Regions from separate parts of the Mus musculus genome. Here region 2 is linked to region 1. Evidence: chromatin contacts called from public HiChIP or PLAC-seq data. All regions are on one chromosome and are shown on one strand. The core of a region is the stretch at or near the end of the contact, and the rest is flanking DNA. Distances in the headings are between cores, read along the strand shown.

Region 1 (7,424 bases), core at 1,265-3,764:
GATTGGGGTTTCCATCTGGGTTCTGGTTAGGACTCTCTTTGGAACTACAGTCAGTAGAACACAGTAGAAAGAGTACAAAGAACCTCTTTGGGTCCCTGCTACATGGTATTAATCTTATTTATCCTGAGAATTAGGGCCAGTCTCAGGGTGTTATTAATGATATCAATTAGTGAAGATTCTGACATGCAGCATATAAATAGTGCAACTCTGAAAATATTTAAACTTTAAGACAAAGAGTAGAAATTCATAATTACAAAAGTTAAAATCTTCTAAACTTTATACCTTGGCAACTAATACAGGTCAATTGTGTGCTGGTATCTAATTTATCCTGGAAGCACAAACCCAAACTCCTACAAAGGTGTTGGAAGAAAATACATATGTATATTTGAGAATATTTTGTCCTCCACTGAAAATGAAAATCTAAAGAGTGTTTCATCATGTTTGACAAGAAACTTTTATTGAAAATATACCAACAGTACATGAGGCGGCTTCTTCTTTAACACTATCATGACCGACAAGGGGAAACAGAATGTCTCTTATTTTAAAAATTTCTTTCTCCCATACATATTCTGGTCAAATCACAGCTAGATGAGAAATGTAGTGGTTTTCATTTCCTGTTGAATTTGACAGAGACCTAGGAATATAAGATGATGATGGATGCATAGACTTAACACCTCAGTGGAAAGAAAAGCCCAGGCCATAAACTAAATAAGAAATCATGGATATGAAAAGCCTCAAATCTATAGTAGTAGTTGTTCTCAAACTCAAGAGACAGAACCACTTCCCAACTCAGGAGAACTAAAAAATAGTTTAAAACTCTATAATTTGGGTTGCTATGATAGATAAGTTTAAAGTAGGTGGTCCATGAAATAGTGTTCATACTCTACTACATGGGAAGTATTTGGTTTGGGTCAACATTCTATAGATGTTACAGGCTTGTTCTCTTAGTATGTGGTTGACCGTTTGGGAGGTAGGGAATAGGTAGATATATAATGGGTTGGGCCCATGGTCACTGGCAGTATGCACCCAGAGGGGATCCTGGCTCAATTCTCTTTCTATGATATTTAGCTTGTGATGTGACCAGTTGTTTTGATGCACTGATCTGATGCTGCTGCCATCATTACAACGTAGCCATTGGGTCATCTGATCTTTCATTTGAACCTCCCATGTAAGCTTAATAGCCCATTTCTTTTTAAAGGTTAGCTACTTCAGGTGTTCTATCATGATTAGCCCAAAGCAGGCCAATAAAAACATGCTTTTCAGAAAGAGAGCCAAATTGAGCACAGACAGTAAGTATGCTGCCTGCCTTTCTAAACAAGTATTGATTAGGGTTATAATAGAATCAAGAGAAGTCTGTGTATGGTAGACTCCATTTCCCTGACTTAGCATGGAAAAGTGCTAAGTGCAGAAATGAACTTTCTACTCCCAATGTTGCATGAAGTAGCTAAGTGAGGTTATACACTCACTCATTTTTCTCTGTTAAAATCTGTTTACTCTTCTGTATGATAAGGAGGGTTGACTTGAGACTCAACAATGGATAGAGAAATTCCTTGCATCTTGTGTCAGAGTCAGACCCACTCATTACTCAGAGCACAAATTTTCCCACTAAATTCTGGTCTCACAATCTTCAGCAACTTAGCTACTTACAAAAGAAGGTAGTCAGCAAATGGACCACTTCCTGGCCACTTTTCTCGCTGCCTATGCAGCTGTATTATGAAAATGGTTATAAAATGTACTTCTGGAGAAGGGGAAAGAGTTTCAGGGCAGGAGGTGTCCAGAAATAGCAGCATGGACTCAAAAGGGTAAGAATGTCAAACTGTCTCTAGCCAGTCTCAGGCCTGTCCTGGTTACCATGGTGATAGACACCATGTGTAATTGCCTCTAGGGGGTTTGGCAGGAGGGACAGGACTGGGATTAGAATAAGCAATATTGTGGGTGTACACCTGCATGAACTCTGGAAGGCCTCTTTAAATTTTATGACAAGCACTTCTACTGATTCATCTAAGACCCAGCCTTAAAAAGTATTAGAACAATGGAACAGCAACACTGCTGTGAATTTATTTCTTCACTGGAGACTCCTTGGCTGTCTAAGAGTGGTTTGTGTAGGAGGGGAAATGTGGACAGAATAAGCTAGTCTTTGACTTACTAAGGAGCATTTGCTATAAAGGACAACAGCTCTAGATCTTCTTTGATTAGTTATGCAACTTTGGTCAACTCGAGGTCTCGGCTTTTTAATCTGTAAGCAGGAATAAGAAACTCTTTGGAGGGATGTTGTAAAGTTGGGAACGTACATGCATCTGCCACCTGACACACAGGACAGTAAGTGGCCATTACAAGGAAATTCCTTCTTTTTGAACACTATTCTCTATCTTATGACTGCTAGGAAATGAAGGAAACATTGAACACAAACATTAAAGCCCCAAATGGGTGTGGAAATCCATGTCCCTGTGCAGAGGAAGCCTGGCGAGTCTTTACTGCATTGTTGACTTTGTGACTCACAGCTCCATTATTCCATCTCATCCCATCCTGCTCAGGTTGGACATTATGGGAGAAGGCTGAAAGTACAATACTGGGATCTCCCAGTGTTGCCAAAGTTCCTGGAAAATGGAATAATAAACACTGGATGACTTAGGTGAGAACTATGGCTACTATTTACTGGCGTGACTAGGCTATGCATGGCCTAGTGTTGGGTATTTTATTAGCACTGTCGGAGGCAGTCTTAACCCCAAGAGAGTTAGTTGTTACTAGTCTCACCTTATAGGTGAGGCCAAGGTTACTAGATTGTAGAAAGGGAAAACATTTTGGACTTTTATGTGACTTGTTCATCTTTATTTACTGCTGGTCATTCAGCACTTTTCCTCTCCTCAGGGAATTTCACAAGAACAAATGAATAATCAGTTTACTAATATGAGACCCAAAATAACATAACATAACATCATGTTTCACAGCCAAATATGACAGTAAACTCTTTGGGACTACCAGCTTTGTTTTGTTCTTTCTTGTATCACTGTTGTTAAGTACAACGACTGAGCTTTAGTATTTCATTCATTATGTATTAGGTGTATAATTAAATCAAGTGTTAAGTTTCCAGGCATATCCACAGAGATATTTGGTGAAAATCCAAAGATCAGAAACATGTCAAGGATATGATGGAGCAGAACCTAGAACAAAACCTGGGTTTAAATGGAAAGGTCAAAGAAAACAAAGTTAAGAAGAAGAAGAAGAAGAAGAAGAAGAAGAAGAAGAAGAAGAAGAAGAAGAAGAAGAAGAAGAAGAAGAAGAAGAAGAAGACCAAACAAACATAGGAGGCAAGAGGCGGCCTGTGCATCAGTAATGAGACACCGAGGATTATCTGCCCAACCAGTTAGCTAGGCAAGGTGTCAAAGCATGCGGTTCAAGACCCATTATCAGGAAATTGGTAAACAGGGGCCCTAAAAACTAGGTAAATGGAAAACAGAGTTGGCTGGTCTAGACATTCAAAAAGGAGTCAAAAAAAGAAACCTAGCTCACAGGAGGCACAACATTTCAGCAAGCGTAGAGGATATGCAAGTAAAACTTTTGGCATTAGAGAACCACAAAAAAGGAAGGCAACTCCACCAAGAAAAATGTGGATGGGAAGTACCAAGAAAGGTGCTTGGAGCAGCACATGCTGGGACTAATTACCATCTCTGCTTGTTTTTTTCATGCACCACAGCAGTCTCTTTACTCTCAGGAGGCCCTGATACAGCTGTATATGCTATCAAATGAACTCAAGGAAATCCTACTTACTGAGGCAGATATGAGACTCAAAGAGGCATGTAGTCTCTTCAGTGAAATTTTCTGATTATATATACCAATGGGTTACAAATATATTATTTTAATACATTTTATACAATTAATAATGTATATATAAAATTAGGTGCTTTCAATTTGGAATAAAGAGTTAAGTCTAAGGATGGAAGGATGTAAAGATTCTTATATTTTAAGGATGTTAGTTCTGTCTTTCTCTTTTCCATCCCACTGTTCCTACAGGACAATAAAGTTACTACAGTTGGTTTTGGTTGCTAGTAAATGAACTAACATCTTTGACAAAATGATCAGAACAGCGGTGTACAGTGGCATCTGATTCCACCCAAAGGACCGAACAGAGGTAAACATTGTTTCACACAGTAGAATAGTATAAAATCTCAAAGTTGTACGAGATTCTCAAAGGCACTGTGAGGAGGACTTCTTGGATGTGACAAGCCCCTGAGGAACACCCAAAGACTTGATAATTTCCCAGGTTGACTCACAGGTTTCTGCAAAGTTTTAAACTCATAGATAAGACTTATTCCAACAAGACAAAACAAAATTAAATCAGAAAGTAGAAAAACACATGGTGTGGCATCTGGACAAGATGAGGCGCCAGTCTTCAAGAGTCTTTTGCCAGGAGAATCAAGCAGAATGATTCCAACAGTGATTTGTGATAATGCATAAGAAATGTCTTCTAGACATGTTCATTAGAAACTGAATAGCCAAAGACTGTGTTTGGGGCTAGTATTACTGTCTACTTGGGATGATCCAACAACATTCAGCCTCCTGGAAGGAAAGCAGGAATTTAGCATGGGAGACATTTCCATGTCTAAGCTGTTTTAGCATCATGAGCACTTGGCTAGAGAGTAATGGGACCTCTCCTGCAACCCAAGTTCCCATATACCAGAGAGGACTAGCCTGGCAAACCAATCAACCAACCAAGCACCACCCACCCACCCATCTACCCAACCACTCACCCAACCAACCAACCAACCATCCAACCAACCAACCAAAAACAGTCTATGGAAGTATCCTAGTCTGCACTGGTAGCTTTTCCTGCTTGATATTCTAATAGAAAATAGTGGGGGCTAGGTGAGAAAACCCTGGATGGTATTTCCACTTTTAAGGGCATTAATATACAATAGAATACTAAAGGCTTGGAGAAATTCAGTAGCATAAAAGACTATTAGTTTTCAAACAATCAATATTTTACCAACCTCTTTTCCCGTGGTCATTTAGTTAAAAAACAAACAAACAAACAAACAAACAAACAAAAAACAAACCAAAAAAAATCCAACAACCAAAAACAAAACAAAAAAACCTTACTGCAGTCTTTGACAAATCCCAGGCATGATATATGTACTTCTATTACTTCTATGTCCTTAGCCTTTGTCTTTCATTAAACATGCTAATAATAACAGCCAGAACATAGGTAGCTCTCCCTGTGTGTAAAGGGCTTTTTATACAACTCATTGACTCAAACAAAAGGTTGGTGTGGGCAACTTGTAAGTAAGGCTAAGCAGCGCAGCAAGGAAGTCAAGGGAGCAGGTCCTGTCTTTGCGTGGCTGACTCCCTCCTTTTCTGCCTCTGCCAGTCAGCAGATATATGACAAGTTTTTAAACTCTGATGTGCCTCCGTTTCTCTACCTGTAAAAGAATGGGAACAGTATGCATAGTACTGGCTACAAATATACTTAGTCAGTTTTAAAAAGTGAATAGAAAGGATTAGCGAGATGGCTCAGTGGATAAAGCCCTTGCAATTAAAATATGATAGCGGAGATTGGATCCCTAGCACCTACATCAACCCAGGGGTTTGTGCTAGCCTTCTCGCCATGGGAGAAGAAGAGCCTGAACATCCCTTCAACAAGCTGGCTAGATAAGACTAGCTGAATCAGTGAGCTCTGGGCTAGGTAAGAGATAGTGCCTCAAAAAATGATTGACACATCTTCCTCTGGCCTTCACTCACACACACACACACACACACACACACACACACACACACACAGAGTGGATCAAATTCTTTTTAGCTTAAGTCAAGTGTACATGATACATTATTCCATGCCATCAATCACGGGAAAGCATACAAAGCAAGCCATTATGACTTCACAGACTATGGATGGACTGCTCAGAGGAGGGTGGCCCTGAGGAATGCCAGATAGAATTGGCAGCAGGTCTAAGGAAGATCGGGCACCCAAAGCCAGTAAAAACCAGGGACCAACTCCAGGATGTAAACAGGCTGTCACAGGCCAAGAGGCACCATTAATTTCCTGGGCATCTAGGCCTGAGGCCAAGAACAGAAGTGATCTGCTTTAGACTGTAAACAGAGCAAGACTCTAAACAGCCTTCATTCAGTTAAACCTGGAAATTTTATCCATATGCTTGAAGAAAGGCACCTCACAAGAAAATCCCCTATGAATCAAGTCGCACACAGATTTACATGGTGGAAAAAAAGAACAAGGAAAGATGCCAAATTGAAAAACGACAAGCTGCCACCAGGAAAAAGTCAATTTTTAATATGCATTGGTACTTTGGCTTTATACCTTCTCAAGCTGAAGAATATGCTAGAAAACTGAACAATTCTTCATTAAGATATATATGAAGAGCCAGCAGTGTCATCTTGGAAGAGAAGGACAATGGTCTGTTTTGTAGTGTGTGCAATGGGGGAGGGGTGAAAATTGGGAGAGAGCCTTTGGGGCACAGGGCATGATAAAAGCTCCTGGAATAAAAGCGTTTCAAAAGGGCTTGGCAGAGAACTTAGTTTGCTGTCTCTTGATACATCCCTAGAATTTTCATGGATTTAACCATTGTTAGGTGTTTCCTTACAGCCATTTTTCCTAGGTTCCATCTGCCTTGTGGAATTAGAATCTAGAACATTCCACATATTGTCATAATGCTTGCCTTTGCATTTCTAACTAATAGTGCACCAAAAGTATTGTCCACAGCACACACTCAGCAACTGTGATAGAAGGAGAAGGGCCTTTCTTCAGAATTCTACTTTAAGTGGCCAATGCTTGTTCCATATCTAGCAGCATTGGATGTGTAAATATCTATCCTGTGTCCTTTACATATATAGCATTTTGTAGCAATAGCCCTTACTGTTGAAGGGCCCTTGGTTTTTTTTTTCTGAGTATGCTTTCAGGACTTCAACATATATCAACTTTTCCACTATAGAGTCACTATAAGGTAGTGACTATTTGTTCTGTATTTTCCAGGCATATCGAAAGGAAACTTCCCAAGGTTGCTCAGTGAGGAAACTTTTGGAATAGCATTTGAAATTTGAAATGTATATAAAGAAAATATCTAATAATAAAAAGAAAAGAAAGGAAAAGAAAAAAAAGGCAACCGAGTCTCAGGATAAATTAGAACTGTGAACTGGAAAATCAGAAAGATTTTCTGATCTTTCAGTTGAAAGAGCTTCTTCTCCAGCTGTTTTAGTTATGATATTTACCATGTGATATTGTGGCTGTCATACCTTACCCTTTCACCAGTATATGACATTGCTAACTTGTGTAGGGGAATTTTCCTTCTTCTATCATTCATAGAATCAACAGAACAGGCTGAGGAAGCCAAGACAACACAGCTCAAATACCACATCAGTGAAGACAAAGGTTATGTGGCTAGAGAGAACTACAGTTATGGTCTTCTTTATCTAAT
Region 2 (7,424 bases), core at 1,707-4,206, 740 kb after region 1:
CCATTTGTCCAAACCGTTTAATTAAGTAATCAAGTTCAAGGGAGTTAAAGGACTTGCCCAAAGCATATTAACAACAGGACTCCAATCGAAATCAAATCTCCTGTCTCCGACACCAAAATTTTATTACATCAAAATGTTAAAAGAGGCTGGGCAGCCAGCACAGCAAATGGGAACTGGATCTCAATTCAAATCCTGGCAGCGTACAAGTTATAAGCTTTTACATTGACTCCATAATTGAGTTCAAGAAATTAGTGAGGTTTTCTGGTTTTATAGAAACAGGGTGCAATATTTTCATGAGCTAGCATGAAATGGTGTATATCACCCCCATGCCTTGCATTGTTATTATAACTATTACAATTTCAGTTAAATCAAAAGTAGTATTTCTTCTCCAATCTTATTACTTATATGTTCCATTTAGTAATCTTTACAAGGTAAAATGGGACTATAAATTCTATGGGAAAATGCAGCTGGAAGACACAGCTAAATTTTAAAGTAGATATGTATGTATGTAACACATCACTGTGCTTTCAAATCAAGGACCTTCTGTTAAAGGCATTTTTGTGTGGGTAAATCCAACTAGCTGTAAGCAGTAGGTAGAGAGGAATGGGGTAGGAGGAACTAATGTCTGAGCAGAGACAGCTTGTAAGGGTGGAAAGTCCCAGGACACAATTCCCCTCCTTAGGTTCCAACTCCCACAGATGCCCGGAGCAGTGTTTTTCATTCACGATTCCCATGAAAATGAGTAATTAGGTAATTACAATGCTATATGGAAAAGGAAGTCCTACTTGACACAATCATTAGCAGAGTAGAGAATTTTGTTTTACCTCTTGTATTCAAATTGAGTCTAATTTTGGCTCCATGGTGGATCAGAGATTTGCCTGTACTCAGGGAGTCACACTTCTGGAACCTAGGCACTGGGAGAAACATTCTGAGACCCTGGCAACCCCAAGCTACTCAGGACCATGGTGAGCAGCTCAAGGGTGCATTAAGACAAGACTGGATGTTAACCAGTATCACCTGACACACTTGGATATAAAGTCCTGATTATGCTCTTTAATATGAATGTGCTGCAGATGCAGTTAGATAAAACTTCTGAGCCTCAATTTGTTCTCATGTAAACAAAGGGCGATGAATCTCCTATGGACACTGAATTATTACAATGATTGAGAATATATGATCATGCATGTAACTTACCACAGTTGCTGGCATGTAATATGTATTACCCCCCTCCCCATTTTATCCTTCTTTTCTTTCACCAATTAGCCAATCAATATACAGACTTTATTATGTATTTACTTGCAATTCTTGAACTCAAACCCACACACATTCTGAGCCTCTGCCAGTCAGCAGGCAATGCCTTGCATACCGAAGAGATCTGTCTGCTTCTGCCTCCCAAGGGTTGGCACTGAAAGTGTGTGCTACCATGCCTAACATTCTGGTTCTTGAACACATAGATATCGTAAATTTGAGTATCTCTGAAGAATAGCACAAGTTCTGGTCCAGAGGTGGGCTAGGTACTAAATGTATGCTCAAAGTAACTTCATGAGATGACTGTGGACGGCTTCCTAAGAAGGCTAATTATGTGATAACCATCCCAGTGAAGAGCAAAGTCATGGAGGTGGTGAGGTTCTCTCTGAGTTGTTTCTTGTTCCTAAAGTGCAAAGAGTTTACTTCATGACCATTGTGATGTTTCAAAACCATTAGTATTCCGGGAGGTGACAAACATTTCAAAAGTTGTTCCTGATCACTGACCTCTTGTACTTTACTTGGAATTAAACTCAGCCTATATTTCCTGCACACTTTCTCAATTCCCTATAGACACAGAAAGAAATTGCTTCCACATAGCCATCTTGCTGGAAGACCTTGACGAAGAGTGTCCTGAAGAAGAAATTATTCTTTACCCAGGGGTCACTTGGTAGCTAAAACAGACTTCTTCTTTTTCGTTTAATCTGTTCTACTTCAGTGACTCCTTTTGTGTGTGTTCTTGAAGCTATTGCTTTATTTACTTTGATGGTTTCTTAACTAATTGAGTACAACAGTGAGTTCTCTCTTCCTTGACTGTTTTGGATGTTTCCACTACCCCAGTGGGAAGGGTCCCCATCAGACAGCACAGCTTTGAAATATTCACTTAGAGAAACTTCTTTAAAAGTTACTACTTTCTATAGGGCTGTTAAAAGTTTGCACATTGGGCTAAAATGCACAGAATAGGGTGATAGCAGCTTTGGCTTGTAGGAATGTTATTTTTTATTTTTTGATAGGAGAATAACTCCCAATAGCAAAATAATGGATCTATCTTGAGGCTTGAGTTATACATCTGAGTGTAGGGTGATGTACAAGTAAGAGTCTTTTTTTTTTAATCTAAGGAAAATACCTGTATATGTGGTTAAGTAAAAATTGAAAAATTCAAATCAGACACAAACAGTACTGTGGAGAAAGAAATCATTGAATCCAAACCAAAGTCATTGACTTCAAACCATTTCTTCGGACATTGGAGTGATTTGTTTCTGGTCCCATGGTAAGGACATGCATTCTGGTTCTTTCCCAAGTGTGCCCCTGTGTGTACATGAGCAGTTGCATAGTCCATAGCTGATGGAGGCCTTTCATCACCAGCTTCAGCATCAATGATTTTTCCTCATCTTCTTCCATCCCACACTCACCAGTGCAAATGTGTTTGGCAGCACATTCTTAAAAACCAGTTTGATGTATAAAGACTTCATGTGTAAATGCATACTTTAAGGGAAGGCCTCTGTCGTCTTCCTCAACTGTATTGGTATTCCTACCCAACAAGTTCCCAGAGCTCAGGGTTTTCCAGGCTTCTATGTTTAGAATGTTGTGTAATGAGTCATTGTGTCCACCTGTGAGTGTCATAAACAGATGATATAAATATGCCTGCATAGTGTGACTCAGAGCACATCGCCTGTTTTAGCTTTAGTTCAAACAATGTTCATGGTTCCAAGAAACCTGTGGCTTGCAACTTCAGGGTGAGTGGGAAGAGAATACCGGAAAACCTAAAGCCAGTGTACCCCTTCTGTCAGTCCAGCTGTAGTGAAGGAGCCTGTGAGAAGTTGAAGTGGAGGAGGGATGACAGGAAAACCTGTTTTCCATGTACTCTTGAAGCTGATCATTTTAAATATGCTCCCTCAAATTTGTGTTTGGATGCTATGGGAGTGGGTGGTTCCATTCAAGCCCTCCTCTCTTCCTGGAATGTCTGTCTCTCCTTTCCACGCCACTGTACTTTTCTGACTGTCTATTCTCATCCACCAGGTATGAGCCTAAGAGTCCTGTCTGAAAAAAAATCCTCCAGATCTCAGCCCAGATGAGAGCTGTTTTTTGTGTAGCTCTGACACAATATTGTACTTTACGTTTCTAATTCATACTATCCCACTAACCTAGGGTTGTTTTTTGTTTTTTATGTACTCTGTGTCCCCTTCCCATCCTAAAGTATGAATCTCTAAAGCAGTAATCTCATTGAACATAACATTTGGTATCTAATGAGCACTGTTCATTTGAATATTTGAACAGACAATAAATAAAGCTAAACAGCCCTGCTAGAATTTTAAGGTGAAGATGTCTGGTTTCCCTCCCACTGCTGAGTCAGAGTCTTTCTATGTAGCCTAGTCTGGCTTTGCATGTGCATCCTCCTGCCTCTACTTTCTGCTTGCTGAGTTTGCAATGTCATGACTAATTTATCTGGCTTCTTGCAGAGGTATGAAGATTGACACATCAACAAATAAATTGAATAGACACTTTTCAAAAGAAAGAAATACAAAGAACCCATTAATACATGAAAAATGTTGAACATCTTTAGCGATAAGGGAAATGTAAATCAAGGTATATTGAAAAATCTATCTCATTTCAGTCCCAGTAGCTATAAGGAAAACAGAAGACAACAAGCACATACGTTGACGGCTTGGTTATGACATTGTTGAGAGGAACATAAATGAGTGTAAACCTATGAAAGTCAGCATGGAGGTTATACAACAAACTAAAATCAAAGTACCGCATCGTCCATCTCTACCATGAGTGTCTCTGTACCCAAAGGAATCAAAGCATACAAGAGAGAATTATTTTAGCCCTAGTAACAGTAGCCAAGTAGTAGAATCAGCAGAGGTACCCATCAATGAAGAGAAATATGGTCTATACATAGGAGAGTTATTATTGCTGAATACAGCAATAAGGAACAGAACCATGAGACAAAAGAGCACATGACGTTAAACAAAATATGCTCAACTCATAAAGAAGTAGCATGTGTCTTTATGCACATGAGGAATCTCAAAAGTAAGGATACCGGCAGAGGGTGGAGAGGGAAATAAAGCAGGGTATTGTGGTGGGTATGATGAAATGCCACTGTATGTATGTATGTATGTATGTATGTATGTATGTTTGTTTGTATAAAAATGGCATAATGAAGTCCATCTTATTTAATTAATATGCAACAACTTTCAGATAAAAACTGACTTTTGAGAGAAAAAACTGTACATAGAATTATTTTTCTTGATTAAGTGATTTATTGACTTTACATCCAGATTATAGCTTCCACTCCTTTCTCTTCTCCTAGTCCCTCCCTCTGACCCACCCCTACCCCCTCTACCTACCTATCCTCTCATTTTCCTAAGAAAAGGAAATGCCTCCCATGGATATCAACCAGCCTCGGAATATCATATTCCAGAAAGACTAGACACATTTTCTTCTATTGATGCCAGAGAAGGCAGCTCATTTGATTTAGTGGGCTTCATTCATTTCCGAGGGTATCTCTCATAAGATTTAAGCCATGCCTCCTCTCCTCTTTGGGGTCCTGTGAGATTTCTTCAGGCAAGCAGTGACTTTCTTGACTCGGATTGTGAGAGCTCAGCTGTAGCATTGTTCACACTATTCCCTCCTTCGATCCTGCCTTTCTAGGTTGCTAGCTACTGAAGGTCATAAACCAGAGCTCATCATCTGCTTTTCTTACGAAGTTGGCACGAGGCTTAGCATAGGAGAAACACTGATACATTCTAAAAAAATTGGAATGGTGGTGAAAAAATAGAATGACTCCATTTAAGTAACACCTAACATATATTTATTGAAATCCCCACTGTTTGCCAGGTACTGTTTTGGTGCTTAGTGTTCACCAATAAAATATTTCTCCATCAAACAAACATTTTAGAAGTTTTAACTTTCCCAAGAACTACATAAATGCCTTCCAGGTTTGTTTGGTTACTGTGGCTACCTAAGAAGTGAGCAGAGATGGTAGAACATGCTCATGAACTTGAAGAGTTGAATTCTAAGGTTGTGATTTAGAGTGTCGCTCTTCTTTTTATGAGTTGGATGACTTCATGCCCTGAAAAAGTATGTTCAGTAAAGAAAACACAGGTAGTAGCTAAGTGAGCCACTGATTTCTTTTTTGCCTAGGGTTGCCATAGGCAACTATATCTATATGAAGGCCCTGGTTCCTGAGCTTCCTCAATCTGCACATTTCTGAATGCCCCGAAGGCTAATGTCCTGGACAATATGGAACCAATTCTTTAGATTGTATTAAATTAAACTTCATCTTCTAAAAAGTTCCCACTCCGTTTTTTTTTTAGGAAAATAACTCTCATCTTATTACATTTAAATTCTTGTAAAATGGGTTTTATGCATGTTTGTTTTTAAGCTAAAATCATTAAAATCCTATGAATCCCGTGCTGTGCCATATCTGTCTTTTTAACGATGCAACTTTAGTTGATGAGTGATTAAACAGCAAGGACTTGCTCATTGCTAGTCACTTTGCCTTTGAGGATGGTACTTGGCATAAGCAATAGGGGCCGATTACTATTCACAGGAAAACTTCAGTTGGGATCCAGGAAGCAAACTTTAAAGGAATAAACCTTCAAAGTTAGTTGGAAAACTTATAAACTTCCGAGGGATGGAATTTTATGCCTTATGCTAACCCAATTTTGGAAGCAGCCTCTGTTTAAATCCACAGTGCTCAGCCCATTTGTATTATTTTGTAAAATGGCAGGAGGCAACATTTTATTCTTCCAGCCCATGAAGAGGACATGTATCAAATTATTTTCAGATTTATACTGATAGGACTTAACACTCCTTAAAGGGCTATGAAGCACTGCAGGCTTCATAAACAGGTCTTCGTATTCATCATTGAACTTCTTCCTTGAAGATGAACTACAACAGCAATTATGTGCGAGATAGGGGCACTGTCATATAGTTTAGGGGCAGGGGAGAAATGTCCTCTAAACTAAAGCTCTAGGAGTCTGAAGGAATTAGTGCTAATGGGTCTAATAGGGTCTGAATGCTTTCCTAAAGAGGAAAAAAATTAATTAATTCTGTGTGCATACTTGCATGCGTGTATGTGCATGTGTGCTTGTGTGTGTATGTGTGTGTGTGTGTGCTTCTGTGTGTGTGTGTGCTTCTCTGTGTGTGTGTGTGTGTGTATGTGTGTGTGTCTGTGTGTCTGTGTGTGTCTGTGTGTGTTGTAGAAGCCAGATGACAAACTCAAGTGTTATTTCTCAGACAAAGCCTCAAGACTGGAAGGCCAGTGTGCACCAGGAATTTCCTAGATCCAGCTTCCCAGAGCTGGAATTAAAAGCATATGCCAGCATGCCCAGCTTTTTTGTGTAAGTTCTGAGGTTGAACCCATGTCCCAGTTGCTTGCATAGAATGTTACTGACTGAGCCATCTCCCATATGCTAGGCAGAATTTAATTATGGAGACCATGCAGTTTGCCTTAGGGTGTTTACTAAGCAACCCATTTTTTGTTGTTGTTCCCAGAGAGAACAATCTTTATCAAGATTATTAAGTAGGATAATATCCACTTATGGACCATCATTGCTTCCTGAATGCAAAACCTGCACAAGAAGAAACATGCATAGACATCACCGTAGCAATGTGGCTAGAATGAGATTCCGCAACTGGTTTTGAGTCTGGCTCTGACATTTATCAGCAGTCTAGTATAGGAAGGTTAATTAACCTCTCCAGAGACAGTGTGCTTCACTACAATGTAGCTACCAACATAGCAATTTAGACTATTTTGTGAAGGTTACAGAGGTCAATGCATGTAAAACACGTTGGCCAGCTGAAAGGAAGTCACTGAATATATTAGGTCATGTCATCATTACCTCCAAAGCTGGCTGTGGGGCTAAAGCTGACCGGATCATTTCCCAGCTGATATCCCTTCCTCCAGCAATCACTGAACTCACAATGCCAAGATTTCTCTCACCTCTCCCAGGAATATCTAAATATGATATCTTGATATGTCAGAAGGAAAATAGAAGCTGTAACTGTCAAGACTGGGATAGAGCTGTCACAAGTAAATTAAATGTGCGGCATGAATTGTGATGTGAATTTAACCCACTAGCCAGAATGGCCCTTGTTCAATGCATCATGTAATACTTCTACTAAAACCCTTCAGTGGCATGCATCCCAATTGTAGTAAGTGTCACTTCTTC

What was found. HiChIP or PLAC-seq counts read pairs in DNA pulled down with a chosen protein or histone mark.
Region 2: a contact with region 1 is called in a FOXA1 HiChIP or PLAC-seq map of pancreatic cancer cells. The contact joins two enhancer-like sites. A contact is called at or near these places in 1 of 484 Hi-C or Micro-C datasets (embryonic stem cells) and 1 of 115 datasets of contacts at active chromatin or transcription factors (pancreatic cancer cells).

What each region holds. Positions count from the first base shown.
Region 1 is chr15:53,615,732-53,623,155 of GRCm38.p6, forward strand. All of the region lies in intron 4 of Samd12 (sterile alpha motif domain containing 12), which reads right to left. Among named protein-coding and RNA genes, the nearest start is that of Mir28c, 5.2 kb to the left of the region's middle. Within about 2 kb of position 2,515, at least 37 of the 459 cell types and tissues checked have an H3K27ac peak or open chromatin away from gene starts, as enhancers often do. A contact at or near this core is called in pancreatic cancer cells, where this site is marked.
Region 2 is chr15:54,360,140-54,367,563 of GRCm38.p6, forward strand. No RefSeq gene overlaps it. Among named protein-coding and RNA genes, the nearest start is that of Colec10, 47 kb to the right of the region's middle. Within about 2 kb of position 2,957, at least 16 of the 459 cell types and tissues checked have an H3K27ac peak or open chromatin away from gene starts, as enhancers often do. A contact at or near this core is called in pancreatic cancer cells, where this site is marked.